Linked DNA regions of Mus musculus: region 2 is linked to region 1. Evidence: chromatin contacts called from public promoter capture Hi-C data. All regions are on one chromosome and are shown on one strand. Each heading gives the region's core, a stretch centred on a gene start, on an enhancer-like site or on the middle of the called end of the contact. The rest is flanking DNA. Distances are from core to core; before and after follow the strand shown.

Region 1 (7,049 bases), core at 1,908-4,407:
TGAACCTCTGAGCTGAGGTATAAATAAGCCAGGGAAAGAGGGTCAGCATGGGTCTTATGTGAGTGACCATGAACTTGGTGACTACAAGAAACAGGACAAACCCAGCATGAAGAGGCTCAGAGACACAGCAAACCAGGGCTCACATGGCTAGAGCCATAGGCCACACAGGCCACTTCAAGCACAGCAAAGAGCAGGCAGTGACCTGGAGCAGCTCGGGGTCTCGTCTCATGGTCCACCCTCACTACCAAATGGGTAAACACTTGGTCACCTGTGATAGAGAGTGGAAGGGGTCCCTGGGGATGAGAGCGTCTGAGTGCAGATGGCACAGAGAAGGGGGGTGGGGTCAGAAGAGGGCCCCGAGCAAAACGCCATAAAGAAACCTACTTTGTAAGCTAATTAAAATAAATACATGATGTAAATATGTTCTACCCTCCTATAGGAAGGAGGAGGCAGTGATGAGGACATTGGACACTAGAGGATAATAACAGAATTCTTTTCACTTTTCATTTCAATCTTAATTGTTAAACATCCCCTCACTTGAAAGAAAGAAAGCCAGGCAGCCAGCCTTTAAGGAAAGAAAATTCTTTGGGTTTTTAGTGGAGGATTCCATATGTTAAATTCCATATGGTAAAAGTGTCAACGCAGCAACACATGAAAGGCTTGCACACACAGGTACAATGTCCACCTTTAAGACATGAAATATAACTTTTAATTGTATCTTCACATCTAAATGATCAGATTATTTATTTAGTTAGTTAGTTCTTCGAAATAGGGTTTCTCTATGTAGCCCTGGCTGTTCTGGAACTCACTCTGTAGACCAGGCTGGCCTCGAACTCAGAAATCCACCTGCCTCTGCCCCCCTATTTTTTTTGTTGTTAGGGTTTTATTGCTGTAAAGAGATGCCAAGGACCATAGCAACCCTTATAAAGGACAACATTTAATTGGGGCTGGCTTACAGTTCACAGGTATAATCGATTATCCTAATGGTGGGAAGCATGGCAGGCAGACCTGGTGCTGGAGAAGTTAGCTGAGAGTTCTACAATTAGTTCAGCAGGCAGCAGAAAGAGACATTGGGTCTGGCTTGACTATCTGAAACCTTAAAGCCCACCCACTGTGACATGTCCTCCAACAAACTCACACCCATTAGTGCTACTCCCTAAGAGCTTCCGGGGCAGATTTCATTTTTAAAGATCTGTTTTTATGTGTGTGAATGTGTGGGAGTGGCTGCTGAGGCCAGAAGGGTGACTGGTGGCCTGGAGCTGGAGTTACAGGTGTTTGAGAGCTGCCCAGTGTCATGTGGAGATCTAAATTCCAATGCTCTAGAACCGAGCCAAAAAATCTTCAGCTTCCAGTTTTATTTTTCTGTAATTTAACAAAACCTTCTTTAGGAGACTATACTATTTTGAGACTCTCTTCTTCTGACTTCCAAATTTAAACGCAACCAGAATTTATAGCTAAAATTCTACTTGTATATAATTGCTAACTTATCTGTAAGTTGCAATAAATATATTTGCAATAGTTAAATGCAAAAAGGGAAGTCATTGTCCTGGTTACTTTTGTGGTTAACTTGGTCAACCTGGGAAGAGAGAACCACAGTGTAACAACTGTTCGTGAGGATGTCTGCATGGTGAATGATGTACAAGGGCCTAACTCTCTGTGGTGCCGCAGCCCTTGGGCAATTGGTCCTGGGCTGTGTAAGAAACGATCTGAGGGGCTGGAGATGGCTCTGCGGACCTAGCACCCAAAAGAGGCTTACAATCAGCTGAGATTCCTATTCCAGAAGATACCATGTCCTCTTCTGGCCCCTGTGGATACAGCTGACACATGGTACGTTTACATAAATGTAGGTATTATACACGGAGAAGAAAATCCTAGGAAAAAGCAAGCCAGTAAGCAGCTATTCTTCATGGCTCCTGCCTCTGGTTCTGCTTGGGTTCCTACCGAGTTCCTTCATAGATGGATTGGGACCTGGAAGGGTAAGACAAATAAACCCTTTCCTTCCCAAGATGCTTTTTGGTGACGGTATTTTACCATGGCAACAGGAAGCAAGTTGAACAGTTATTTCCATCAAGAAGTCTTCCTGGACTCTCCCCCCCCAACCCCCGCCGCCGCCGCCCCCACTTCCACCCCTGGTTGCATTACGAGTCACTGCAGTAGACATATTATCTCCTATTCGTTGGCTGTCATCACATCCCCTAGTGAGTCAATTTCTTCTATTTCTTAATTCTATTTTCTCCGCAGGACTGAGTTCAACCACAGTAGGAGTTATGTCTTGTTCCCTCCCATAACTTGCACACACAGCTGATTGAGAATCAAACGGGCTCCATGGAGGAACTGCTCTCACCTCCTGCATTACATTCGTCCTTCTTCGGTAGGGGTCCCTAAGGGTGAGGATCACGGCTGACTAAGTTTGCCGGACCCACTTAGGAACCAAAAGCACAGCTCTGACTTCTAGACACTCAGAGACAAATGGGGAGATGTCAGTAATGTGAGTCGCAGGGCAGCTGGTAGAGAGAGAGGCACAGCAGTTTAGCTGCTTACCTCTTGTAAGCTACCAAAGCAAAACGGGACTCAGCAAGCCATACGCTAACGCACTGACCCATGCGACACGAACCGACAGAGACAGCCTTTATTACACACTGCAAGCTCCACGGCCCGTCTTACTGAATGCCGGAGTTTAGGGAAGGGTTCTCCGAGGGGCTGGCACGTCAGGCTTGGCTCCAATGTGCTCAGGGATGCTCTGAGCGTCACACCACTGACACTTCACGCACATCACCGCACTCAGACGACACTCACACCGTAATGAACAAGGCTCCCGGCAGCCCACGAGGTCCAGGCGCGCCCTGCATGTCACGTCGCGCGCGGACTCATGACCTCCCCCACCCACCCTCCCACCCCTCATGACCACGTCCACGACCTGCAGCCCCCACAACTAGGGAAACACAGCACTGTCACGCACCTTCCATGCGGCGGCCCACAGGTAGATTCCTGAGAAGACCCAAAAACCCGCCTGCGAACTGAGGAAGTGACGTCACTTCCGTCCTTGGGCCCGCCCACACTTGTGGCTCTGCCGCTCTAGCCCTCCGCGGAGTCACTGCTACTCTCTGAGGCCTAACCCGTTGCCTAGGCAACAGGCTCCCAGCAGCCCCTGCGGCCCGGAGTCCATCCCGCCTCCTCCGGGTTGGCGGGGCTGAGGTGTCCTGAGGGGCTGCCGCGGGAGGTGAGTTCGGGAGCGCGCGGGCGGGTGCCGGACGCCTCCGACGTCCCCGACGCCGCCCCTCGCCTTTCCTCCCCCTGGCAGAGCCGCCTTCCCCTGTCTCAGCCCCTCAGCGTCTCCACAGCCGCGTCGCCGTCCCCCTGGCAGCCGCCGCACGCGGCGCATCTGTCAGCCGGAGTCTGTGCAGAGCACCGGGCGTCGCAGCGTTCGCACACCGCCCCGGGCCGCCCTGGCGTCCCGGCTCCCCTCGCTCCTCCCCTCCTGCCCCACCCTGCATCCCTCTCGCGGCCGGCTCCAGGCTCCTCAGCCTGGAGATTGACATTGCGTTCTGTTCTGTCCCCCCGATCCTCAGCTGGATCCCTTACATTGCCGCTGGCTTGGCCGCCCAGTAGGAGTTGAGTAAGGGTTGGTTAAATGGATACCGAATGCCTCCCGGTGTGGCCCCCGAGGCGGAATGGACAGTGAATGGGGTGACCCTGGGTCAGACTCGGGGTCAGGTCATTGCGCTTCCCCTTCCTACCCGTTTACTGGAGCAAGTGTCAACTTCCTAGCTTCAGTTTCGTCATCCGTAAAATGATAAGTTTTTATCTTGGGATAGTGGAGGATTAAATGGGTCAGTGCATGCATGCACAGCCGACCGTCCAGGGTCTGACTGAATATGATCAAGGTTAGTCTCTGCTGTCACCCACACGGCTCTGTGGGCTTCGCTGCTTTTTCCTCTAGTCCCTTAAGTCTCTGGTTTCCCATTTCTTTCCATCTCCGTCTTTACTTTTCTTTCCTACCCTTTGTGCTTCCTTTCTTTCTCACCGATATTCAGGTATTTTTCTGTTCCATTTGTTGGCAGCATGTGAGGTGTATCGTTTTGTCGTTGACTGGAATGATCATTTGCAGCCAAGGTTTTGAAAACTTTTGGAGCAGGGAGTTGTGGGAAATCAGGTCCTAGGTATGAAGTTGCTCTAGTCTCTTATCGCCAGAGAGTCCTTGTCTTCGAAGCTGTTACACTTTTTGTACCTACTCGCACCCAGCTGTAATGCTGATATACCTGTGATCATTTTGTTTGTTTTTGCAACCTGACTTACAGCCCGTGTTTGTTCATTCATTGAGTGTTTACTAGACTTCCCTCATGCCAGTTGCTGGGCCAGGCCCTAGGGGTGTATGCTTACACTTCACACCTAGTCACTCCCTCAGGAAGGTTGGAGTCTAGCTCTTGAGATTTCAAACCTGAGAATCCCGTCTGGTTTGGGAATCATGGATGGGTAAAATGAAATAAAGTCCTTCAGGGGTTCACTCCCCCCCCCCACCCCGTAACTTTTAAAAATCGTGTTTTATGTGAATGGATGTCTTGCCTCCATGTGTTTTTGTGTACCCACGTGTGTGAAGTGCCTACTGAGGTCAGAAGAGGGTATCAGATGCCCTGGAAGTTAGCTGCCATGTGGGTGCTGGGAATTGAACTCTGGTCCTCTGGAAGGGATACCCTGTGTTACAGGCTGAGCTACCTCTCCGAGAGCCCTAAGCAGTTGTTTTGATGTAGCCACATTGTCTTTTTCAATGGAAGACTGGTTCTTATTGGGTTGGTTTTCAGTTTTTCTTAGGGAAGTTATCTTTTGGGGTTGAAGAGCTCGGAGTCCATTCATAGTAGCCTCTAATTTAAACAAAATAGCTGCTGGCACTTAGTGGAGAGGAGGAAGAAAGCAGACGACAACAATGATCTTGAATTTAGAAAGGTGAAGAACAAATTAGGAGATGGTTATATTAATAAGAATGGACGTTAGGGACAGGGAGTGTGGTAGAATCAGAAGAAGAAATTAGGTGGTGGTTTGTTTTATTTAGGGTTGTTGTTGTTTTCCAAGACAGGGTTTCTCTGTATAGGTGTGGCTGTCCTGGAACTCAGGCCAACTTTGAATTCAAAGATCCTGCCTGCCTCTGGCTGGAACTAAAAGCGTGTGCCAGCCCATCTGGTTTGGTGGTGTTTTCTCTGGATTATTGAGACAGAAGCAGCTTCAGAATGTATGTTTCCCATGAATGTAGCCTTCGGATCTGGTCACGAGATTTCCAGTGAATCTTTGCTGTGGTCTTGGGGCAATGTGGCATAGAATTTTGTTTGTTTTCTTTTGGGGGACAGGATCTCACTATAAAGACCAGACTGTCTACAGCTTGGAGAGATGCTCCTGCCTCAGCCTCCTGAGTGCTTGAATTGTAGGTGTGCACCACCATATGTGGCTCAGCACAGGGGGTTTGAGAGAGATTAACCCAACAAGTATGTGTTGAGTGTTGATTGTACTGTAGCCTATTGGATGTTTCTATTCTTTGTTGTAGTTTGTCTGTTAGACGTGGGGGTTGGCAGAATCTTGCTGTGTAGACTTTGATTGGTGTGTAAACTGTCAGTGTAAGCCAAGCTGGCCTTGAGTTTATAGTGTTCATCCTCTCTTTACTTCCGTGTCCTAGGGTTACAAGCTCATTTAGGGGACCAGCATGGTGCCTTATCAGGTAAGGGCACTTGCCTTGCAAACCTCATGACTTGAGTTCTTAGTAACCCAGAACTGCACCTAATGCTGTGACTTACTGACCTCTCCGTGTCTTTCAAGAAAACATGTTTAAAGCAAAAGTCATTATGACAGCTATGGAAAACAGTTTGACAATGCATTTAAAATTTTTCACTTCTTGAAACCCTTGTTAGTATTGCTAATTCACTTCCACTGGACTAGCCTTTTTCTACTTTTAAATGTTTCCAAGGGTCTGGAGAAACAGCTCAGTGGTTAAGAGCACTTGTTGCTCTTTCAGAAGACTTGAGTTAGGTTCCCAGCATCCATCTCAAGTGGTTCATAGCCACTTCTAACTCTGAGTCCAGAGGCACTGATGCCCTCTTCTGAGCTTCAATGGCACTTGCAATATAATTAAAAATTAAAACTAGGGGCTGGAGAGATGGCTCAGCAGTTAAAAGTACTTGTTGCTCTTGCAGAGGACCTGAGTTTGAGTCCTAGTAGATGGTGGCTCATAACTGTCTGTTATTTCAGTTCCAGGGGATCCAATACCTTCTTCTGGCCTCTGCAGGTACCAGGTATACACATTGTACACAGACACATAAGCAGGCAAAACACCCATACCTGTGGTGGTGGTGGTGGTGGTGGTGGTGGTGGTGGTGGTGGTGATGATAAAATATTAAAAATAAAAGCTTTCCAAGAATATTTTTGGATATATTTCTATGCTGTTTATAATGGTAAAACCAACATTAAAAGAGAATTTTTGTGATCCATATAATGCATTCTTGGCGTTGTTGTTGCTGTTGTTTGTGTTTTTGAGCCAGTGCCCACCATGTAGCCCAGGCTGGTCTGAAGCTCACTTTGTAGTCCTCACTGGCCTCTAACTGGGGAGCCTCAGAAGGGCTGGGCTGTCATACCCTGCTGCAATCTTATTACTCCTGCTCCTTATTATCAGAGCCCTGTGCTCATACAGTGCTCTACCTGCTTTGAAAGGTAATAGCCAGTGGCTAACTGGCTTTGTCTGCCAGCCATGCTGTTTGCATTTGATTGGATCCTGTGGGTTTGTGCACTAGGGTGCTAGTGTTGCCTGATCCTGAGAACAGACATCTCCTAGTCAAAGCTGTGTGGTCCTTGTAAGGCTATAAATTTATGATGGCTAGTGTTTAGACAGTGCAGCTCTCATAGTGTAGATTTCTGTTGTATTAGTTCTGTGGCTTGGACAGGTTTCTGAACCTTTCAAGCTTTGGCTTCTGTTAAAAGAATATGATCCAGTTAGAGCCCTAACAATCAAGGGTAGAGTTACAATCATTATTGCCATTATTAGTCCCTTTCAGGATGTTTCTCTACAGTGG
Region 2 (7,049 bases), core at 2,359-4,858, 1.1 Mb after region 1:
ACTGACAAGATATTTTCATCTACCTGACCAGAGCGCTAGTCCATACTCCACAGGCTCTGGGGAGCTCTCTGAACTCCTGATACCCTGCCAGCATCTTGCTAGCAGGCTGTCCCTCCCACAAGCCTCCCTGCCACTAAGGCTGGCCCCAAGCCATGCATCATTTTTTCGACCTTTGGGTAGAAGCACCCTTTTCTAGCATCGTTAGCATTTCAAGTTGAAAACAAAACAAGCAAAACCACACACCACGGTCAGATGTGGGTCTTCCCATGGGAAATGAAGACGGAGGCCTGTTAAACTACTACCCTTTAACCTCCAGTAGCTCAGGCCTGAGCTGTCAGATAAGTACACAACCAATGGTACAGAATGAGCCTAATGGGACAGCCCTTAAAGTAATGTTTCCAGTTATGATTACAGCTTACTAACTGGATACCAAACTAGATACCCACATTCCCAACCCGGGGCTTTGAAACAGCTGATGGATTTGACAGCTGCCGGGAGGACCCAGCTCTGAGCCCTTCTCACCTGACTGGGAAACCCCTGGGCTGCAGTCAGTACCTTGCCTTGATGGTTCTGCTCTACACTGCTACTGCACATTGAATCCTACTCTGCAACACTATAAAACTGACATACTGCTGTGAACAACCAGGGAAAGTGTTCATTGATGTACAACAGTATGTTATTCTTACAGCACCAGCTCAATTTAGTCAAATGGCTGTCTGTGAATTATTGAAACCTGGACCATATTCACTCAGCAAAAAAAATGAAGGGCACATGTGGTAGAGGCACGAAGGAAGAGGGGAGGGAGAGCCAGGCTACCCAGAGAAGCGTCTTCAGTGGAAGCACGGATAGTGAACTTGAAGGCGGGGGAGAAGGCAGCTGCCCTGGTTTCACCCACTAGTTTACATGACCTGACTGTGTAACAGGGATAGTAAGAGAGCTGCACTTCACACGGGTCTAGGATTCTTGCATTAGTGCACACAGCCCTGGTATCGTGTCGGGAGTGCTTGTTATACAGAATGCTACTGTTGAACTAGGGAAACAGGGAAGGCGTGCACACCATTTAATCTTGAATTTAGGGATATGTCTTCTGGGGGTGGAGATGGCTCAACAAGTCCATGTCCCAGAATCCACAAGGTGGTTTGCCACCATTTGTAATATAACTCCAGTTCCAGCGAGTCTTTTGACCTCCTGGGCATCAGAGAATATAGGGTGCATATTCATACTGTTTGGCATATTTCTATACTGCGTCCCAAAGCATCAATGATCCAAACAAGACTAGATCACACCAAATCTGGCCCACATTGCTGATTACTTCAGGAACCAATCTGCCTCTATGGCCGTGCTTCCTGCTCTTTCCTATGGGAATGAACCTAAGTGGAAGAAAGGTCTGAAGGTTAGCTCGTCCAGTGAGAGTTAGCCTGTAGAGTGGTGCTATCATCTTACCATAGATGGTCATCTGTCCTTAATTCCTCCCTATTATGTGCACCTGAATGTTCTAGTTGGATTGTTCTGCTTCAGAGCATTAGAAGGCAGCCTCTGGAAAGCGTGAAGGAACCCAAGTCACTGAGTAGGTGGAGTGGAATCTTTGTGGCACAGGCAAGGACTGAGAGAGTACTGTAGGGGACCAATGGGTTAGAACCCTTGGGATCCAGCTCTGTTCTTGACTTTAGGAATTCTCTAAACCTCCTTTGTCAGATCTCTTCATCAATCATGGACCTCCTACTTGCTCGACAGACTCTTAAAAAATAAAGGACCCTAGCTGGGAGGTGGCAGCACAAGCCTTTAATCCCAGCCAACCAGCACTCTGTAAGTTCAAAGCCAGCCTGGTCTACATGATAGCCAGGGCTACATAGATAGCCAGGGCTACACAGCAAGAACCTGTCTCAAAAGACAAAAACAAAGATATCCCCCACCCCGTCCCCAAACAACAATGAATGGATCCAGAATGGCACGTGGTGCACAGTGAGCACTCAGGAAATGATCAAATCAATAGCAAGGAATTGCTACAAAAACCCAATAGAAAGCAGCAAGTCCCAGGCCACTGGGATTCTAAGAAAGTACTTAAAGAGGTTTCATCTCATAGGCTGTGCAGAAGTGTTGAGCTGTATCAAGACTGGTATGATATCAGCGATTGACTTTAATCCTAGCATTTGGAAGGTAGAGGCAGGGGGATCTTTCTCAATTCAAGGCCAGCCTGGTTTATCTACAAACGGAGTTCCAGGATGGTCAGGGCACAGAGAAAACTTGTCTTGACCTCCCACACCCTGAAAAAGAATGTGGTGTCACAGGAGGGTCTGGAAGGAAAAGGTAAACAGAGGATGTGGAGGGACTTCAGTGGTCTTGGTGTTCTCCTCAGCATCGAGGCATCCTGGCACTGTGTCCTTATTCTAAACTGCCATGAGTCCCGACACAGTGAAGGCCTGCTATCCAGTACATTTACACCCCACCCCCACCCCTTTGTCTCTTGCTCCTGGACTTCCATTTTGGTCAGTTTGGTTGTATTTGACTACACAAGTGACATGTTCCCTGTACTCAGTGTGGCCTCTACTCTTCCCACCTAAGTTTCTCTGGCTAACCATATTTCCCAGTTGTTAGTTTTACAATACCAGATTCAATAAAAGATCATCCTACTCGAAGGTCAAATGGCTGTCTACTGAGACTGCCTATGCCTGCAGAGTTTGTGAAAGTGACAGTAACAGCAAGCTATTACCTGGCAGCACACTGTAAAGAGGGGAACATGTCTGAGGTTTATAATGTGGTTTCATACATTTTCAAACATCGGCCTTGCCAAAACCTAACTTGGAAGAAACCTGTGGAATAATGGAAAGAAGGCACTGGCTTTGAAGTGATGTTTCTTGGCACGGATTTTTAGCTGCATCCCTCCCTGAGTAACTTGAGTAGGTAACAAGATGCTCACAGTTGATGGTGGCATGCCCCTTTGCCAGAGCCTATAGTTACACAGGTTCATCCAAGTGTCAGCACAAGGACACAGTCCATGCTGAGTGGACCTCCACTAGAATCTAGCTCCTGGACAACTTCTGTGAGGATGATACTAGGGCCCCTGGCCCTCCAAGTCTTGAGGAGTAATCCCTCTTTCGCATAGAAATTGATGTCTGAGCAAAGTCTTATCTGTCCAAGGGACTGACAACCACCCCTCCCCTCATACAATCAGGAAGACTAACTCCAGAAACACCTTCGCAGTGTGGAGGACTGAACGCCGTGCACATCCCTGCCCTCGGCGTGATGGAGTCCCGGACACTCTTGGGGGACTCTTGGGGATCTGGAGGACTGACCCCGGACACCCCCGCAGTCTGGATGACTCAGCCGGGCACTCTCTCCGTCACAGTCGCGGGGAACCCGGTGGACCCTCCCTGTAGTAGGCGGCGCAGGGGCTGACCCAAGGTCAGCGTGTATCGCAGAGTCCTTCGCCCGCGATCTACCTGGGCCCCACCGCACCCGGTCCCGGACCCTCCTTAGTCCCCCGGGTTGGGAACACAGCAAAAAGCCCAGGTTCCGCTCTTACCTCCGCGGGACCAAGACCACAGGCAACACCAAATTCTGCTACAGAATGGGAAAGGTCACAGAGCACGCAGGCGCCGCGCAGGGCCTGCTGGGAAAGCGGAAGGAGCGGAGACACCAGACGCCGGCTGCCCGGCCTTCCGCGCCTGCGCACCACAGCGCCCCCAGTGGTCGCCCGGGTGTTACAAGCTTCGGAAGGGATTAGTCCAAACCAGGAGGAGCTGGGAGAAGCCTACTGTGTTTCTAGGTGTCATAAAACTGACCAGATTTCCCAGGGTTTGTGGGTTTCCAGGAACAGAGGACTTTCAGTGCTGAAACCAGGACAGTAGATAATCCGGACAAATTGTCCTTAAGTAAATAAGTAAATAAAGCCCCTTTTACATGGTTTATGGCTTTAATCCTAGCCCTCAGGAGGCAGAAGCAGCAGGATAAATGTGACTTTCAGGCCAGCCTGAAAACCTAAACCAAAATTCGCGTGTGTTGGTGCATACCTTTAGTCCCAGCACTCAGGAGGCAGAGGCAGGAAGATCGCTGAGAGTTCAAGCCTAGTCTATTTTTTTTAGTGAGTTCCAGGACAGCCAGAGCTACACAGTGAGAACCTGTCTAAAAAAAAAGAAAAAACAAAAACAAAAACAACCAATCAGACCAAAGGCCAGACATAGTGGCTCGGGTCTTTCATCCCAGCGTTTAAGGGGCAGAGGCACAGGGTGGAGGGTGGAGCGTGGGGCTGTGGGTCTATTGAGTTTGATAGCCTGGGCTACTTAGTGAGACTCTCACACTCCCTCCTCCTCCCCTCTCCCCTCCAACAAACAATAAGAGCAAAGGAAATAAAGCAACAGTGACAAGGGGAAACCCTCTTTACTTGAATTTTTTTTTTTTTTGAGATAGGTCTTTCTGTAACTTGTTATGTAGCCCAGGCTGGCCTCACACTCAGGGATTTGCCTGCCTCTGCCTCCTGTCTTCTTGGATTAAAGGCCTGCACCACTATGCCAGGCTTTTGGCATTTCTTGCCATTTCCCCCTGTATTGCTACAAAAATTTTTGCTCTAATATTTGATTAAGCAGCCATGCTGTGCATAGTAATTATCATTAAAATTGTTGTAAAGCGTTGCAGAGACTTCTGCAGGAACGCTAGGGACTGGACCTAAGGTTTTATGTTTTAAATAAGCATGCTAGCTGGGTGTGTCGTGATATAATCCTAGCACTTGGACAGTAGAGGAAGATGATTAGGGTTTTAAGAGCATCCTGAAACCCTGGTTTGGTTTTTAGAAAACAAAACCAAAACAAATGAACAAAAATTGTTATTGCTTTTTTTTTTAGTTTTTTTTTAAGTTTTTTTTTTTATGTGTATGAGTGTTTTGCTCACATCTATGTCTGTGTACCAAGTATGTGCCTGTTCGCTCTCAGAAGTTAGAAGGCATTGGATACCCTGTAACCAGCATTATGGATGTTTGTGTTCTATCACACTGGTGCTGGGATTTGAACCTGGGTCCTTTGGAAGAGCAACAAATGCCCTGAGTCACTAAGGCATCTCTTCAGCCTCAGACTTCTGTTTAAGAAATGACTGACATCTGAACAGAAACTGAACAAAAGAAAGCCACCTATTGGGTTAAAACAAATTAGGCATGTATAGCCATTACCCAAGCAGAACACAGAAGAGCTAGTCAGGAACCCAGACAAGCAAGGGAAGACAAAGGTGTCGCACACACAGAAGGAGCCCAGTCCCCTCGGCCCAGAGCAGCTAGCGCTTTCCTCCTCCCTCCTTTTCTCTTTACTTTTTTTTCCCTTAACAAATATTATTACGTGGATGAGAGTGGGGAACAATCCCCAGTGCCATGGGGCCCATGTGGAGGTCCGGGGAGCGAAGCTGTCAGGCATCTTTACCCACTGAACTGTCTTGATAACACCACTTTATTGCTTTAGTTTAAAATCACTATTATTTTATGCATACGTGTTTTGCCTGTGTCTAAGTATGGCTTCAAACTCATGACAATTCTCCTGCCTCAGTCTCTAGTGCTAGAATTACAAGAGTGGGCCACTTTATCCAGCTTTTTCCTCTCATGGTGCTGAAACCATAGGTGGGTACCTAGAACAAGATATAAACTCTACAACTGAGCTTTACCCTCCATCATACAGCTAACTGGGTCTAAGAAATCAATGAGGAATAGGGTAGAAATATTTGAAGAGCTAATAGCTGACTGAGAATTTTGTAAAAGGAATATTAAAAAAAAACAAAAACAAAAACAAAAAGGCTCCAAAACATCTTAGTGGAATCAAGCAGACAGAGAAATGAAAGTCTGGAAGTCACGTGACAAAACTAGAGCTGAGGGCTGGGGCTGCAGATCAGTGGAAGGGCGCTTGCTTAGCGTGTGTGAGGGTCCTGGGTTCCAGACCCAGCACTGCCAAACAACAAAACCCTAACACCTAATGATGATGTTAAATGACTGTTCCTCAGGATTCTCCTTATAGGAAAATTAGCATTTAGTAAAGGTGAAGTACAGTTTTGAACAAGTTGAGAATAAAGGAATAATTACTAACAGAGCATCTGCAGGCTTAGTGATTTCTAAGGCCTCTGAGGACCAAAACTTTTCACCACAATAGTAACATTTGCCTTTTCTTGCTAGAATTCTCTCATGTGCACAATGGAATTTTCCAGAGGCTGTGGGACTTGTGATGTCATATAGTGTTAACACAGAGACAGAAAAGATGTTGTCTTCTATTCAGTTAGACACTAAGGGACTGGTGAAGATTTCTAAGTGTCACTCTGGGACTGGAGAGATGACTCAGCAGTTAAGAGCAGCGGTTGTTCTACCAGAGTACCAGAGTATGGTTCCCAGCACCCATGTTAGGCAGTTCACAGCTGCCCTTATCTCCAGCTCCAGGAGGGATCTATTGTCCTCTCCTGGCCCCTATGGGCACTGCACTCACACGTACCATACACCCATACATACCTGTAAGTAAAAATATAAAATTGTAATTTATGAAAAAATTTATATGAAATATAAAATTTTAAGTGTTTCTCTTACACACGAGGCTCTTGGAAAATACAGTGATTTTTCATAAAACAATAATGCCTGACATCAAGTGAGTTTTTAATTGCTAGTTTAAGTTATCAATACTGTCTTACTTTGAATTCTGTCCCTGCAAAAAAATATTCTGATTAATGGAATTTGGAGGGGAAAGGGTTAAACTCAACACTTAAAAGTCAGAATCTATCACTGAGGGAAGTCAAGCCAGGGACTCCAGGCAGGAGCAGAAGCAGGAACCATGGAAAAGGGATGCTCAGCTCTACCTGCCTAGGAATAGTGCCTCCCACAGTGGACTCACACATCACTTATCAAGACTTTCTCTGACGGACATGGCCACAAGCCAATCTGATCTGTGTAGTCCCTCAGACAGTCGCTGATCAAGACTTCTTCAGATAACTCTGGGCTGTGCCAAACCGACAACTGAAAATTATTTGGACGAATACATAAAACTTCTTGGTTGTCATCCCCCTGTAGACAGATATTAAGCCATAAACAAAAGCTC

The links. Promoter capture Hi-C pulls out the DNA fragments that hold promoters and counts their contacts.
Region 2: a contact with region 1 is called in a promoter capture Hi-C map of liver, with 2.8 times the contacts expected there. The contact joins the promoter of Atp5mpl here to the promoter of Tecpr2 in region 1. A contact is called at or near these places in 2 of 39 promoter capture datasets (erythroid cells and liver) and 2 of 9 other capture datasets (liver and pancreatic islet).

Annotation. Positions count from the first base shown.
Region 1 is chr12:110,886,107-110,893,155 of GRCm38.p6, forward strand. It overlaps Tecpr2 (tectonin beta-propeller repeat containing 2), which reads left to right and starts at 3,158. Exons shown (of 20, transcript NM_001289510.1): 1 at 3,158-3,220. Cinp (cyclin-dependent kinase 2 interacting protein) reads right to left here and starts at 3,039. Exons shown (of 5, transcript NM_026048.4): 1 at 2,960-3,039. The coding sequence starts at 2,966.
Region 2 is chr12:111,963,401-111,970,449 of GRCm38.p6, forward strand. It overlaps Atp5mpl (ATP synthase membrane subunit 6.8PL), which reads right to left and starts at 3,609. Exons shown (of 4, transcript NM_027360.3): 1 at 3,524-3,609.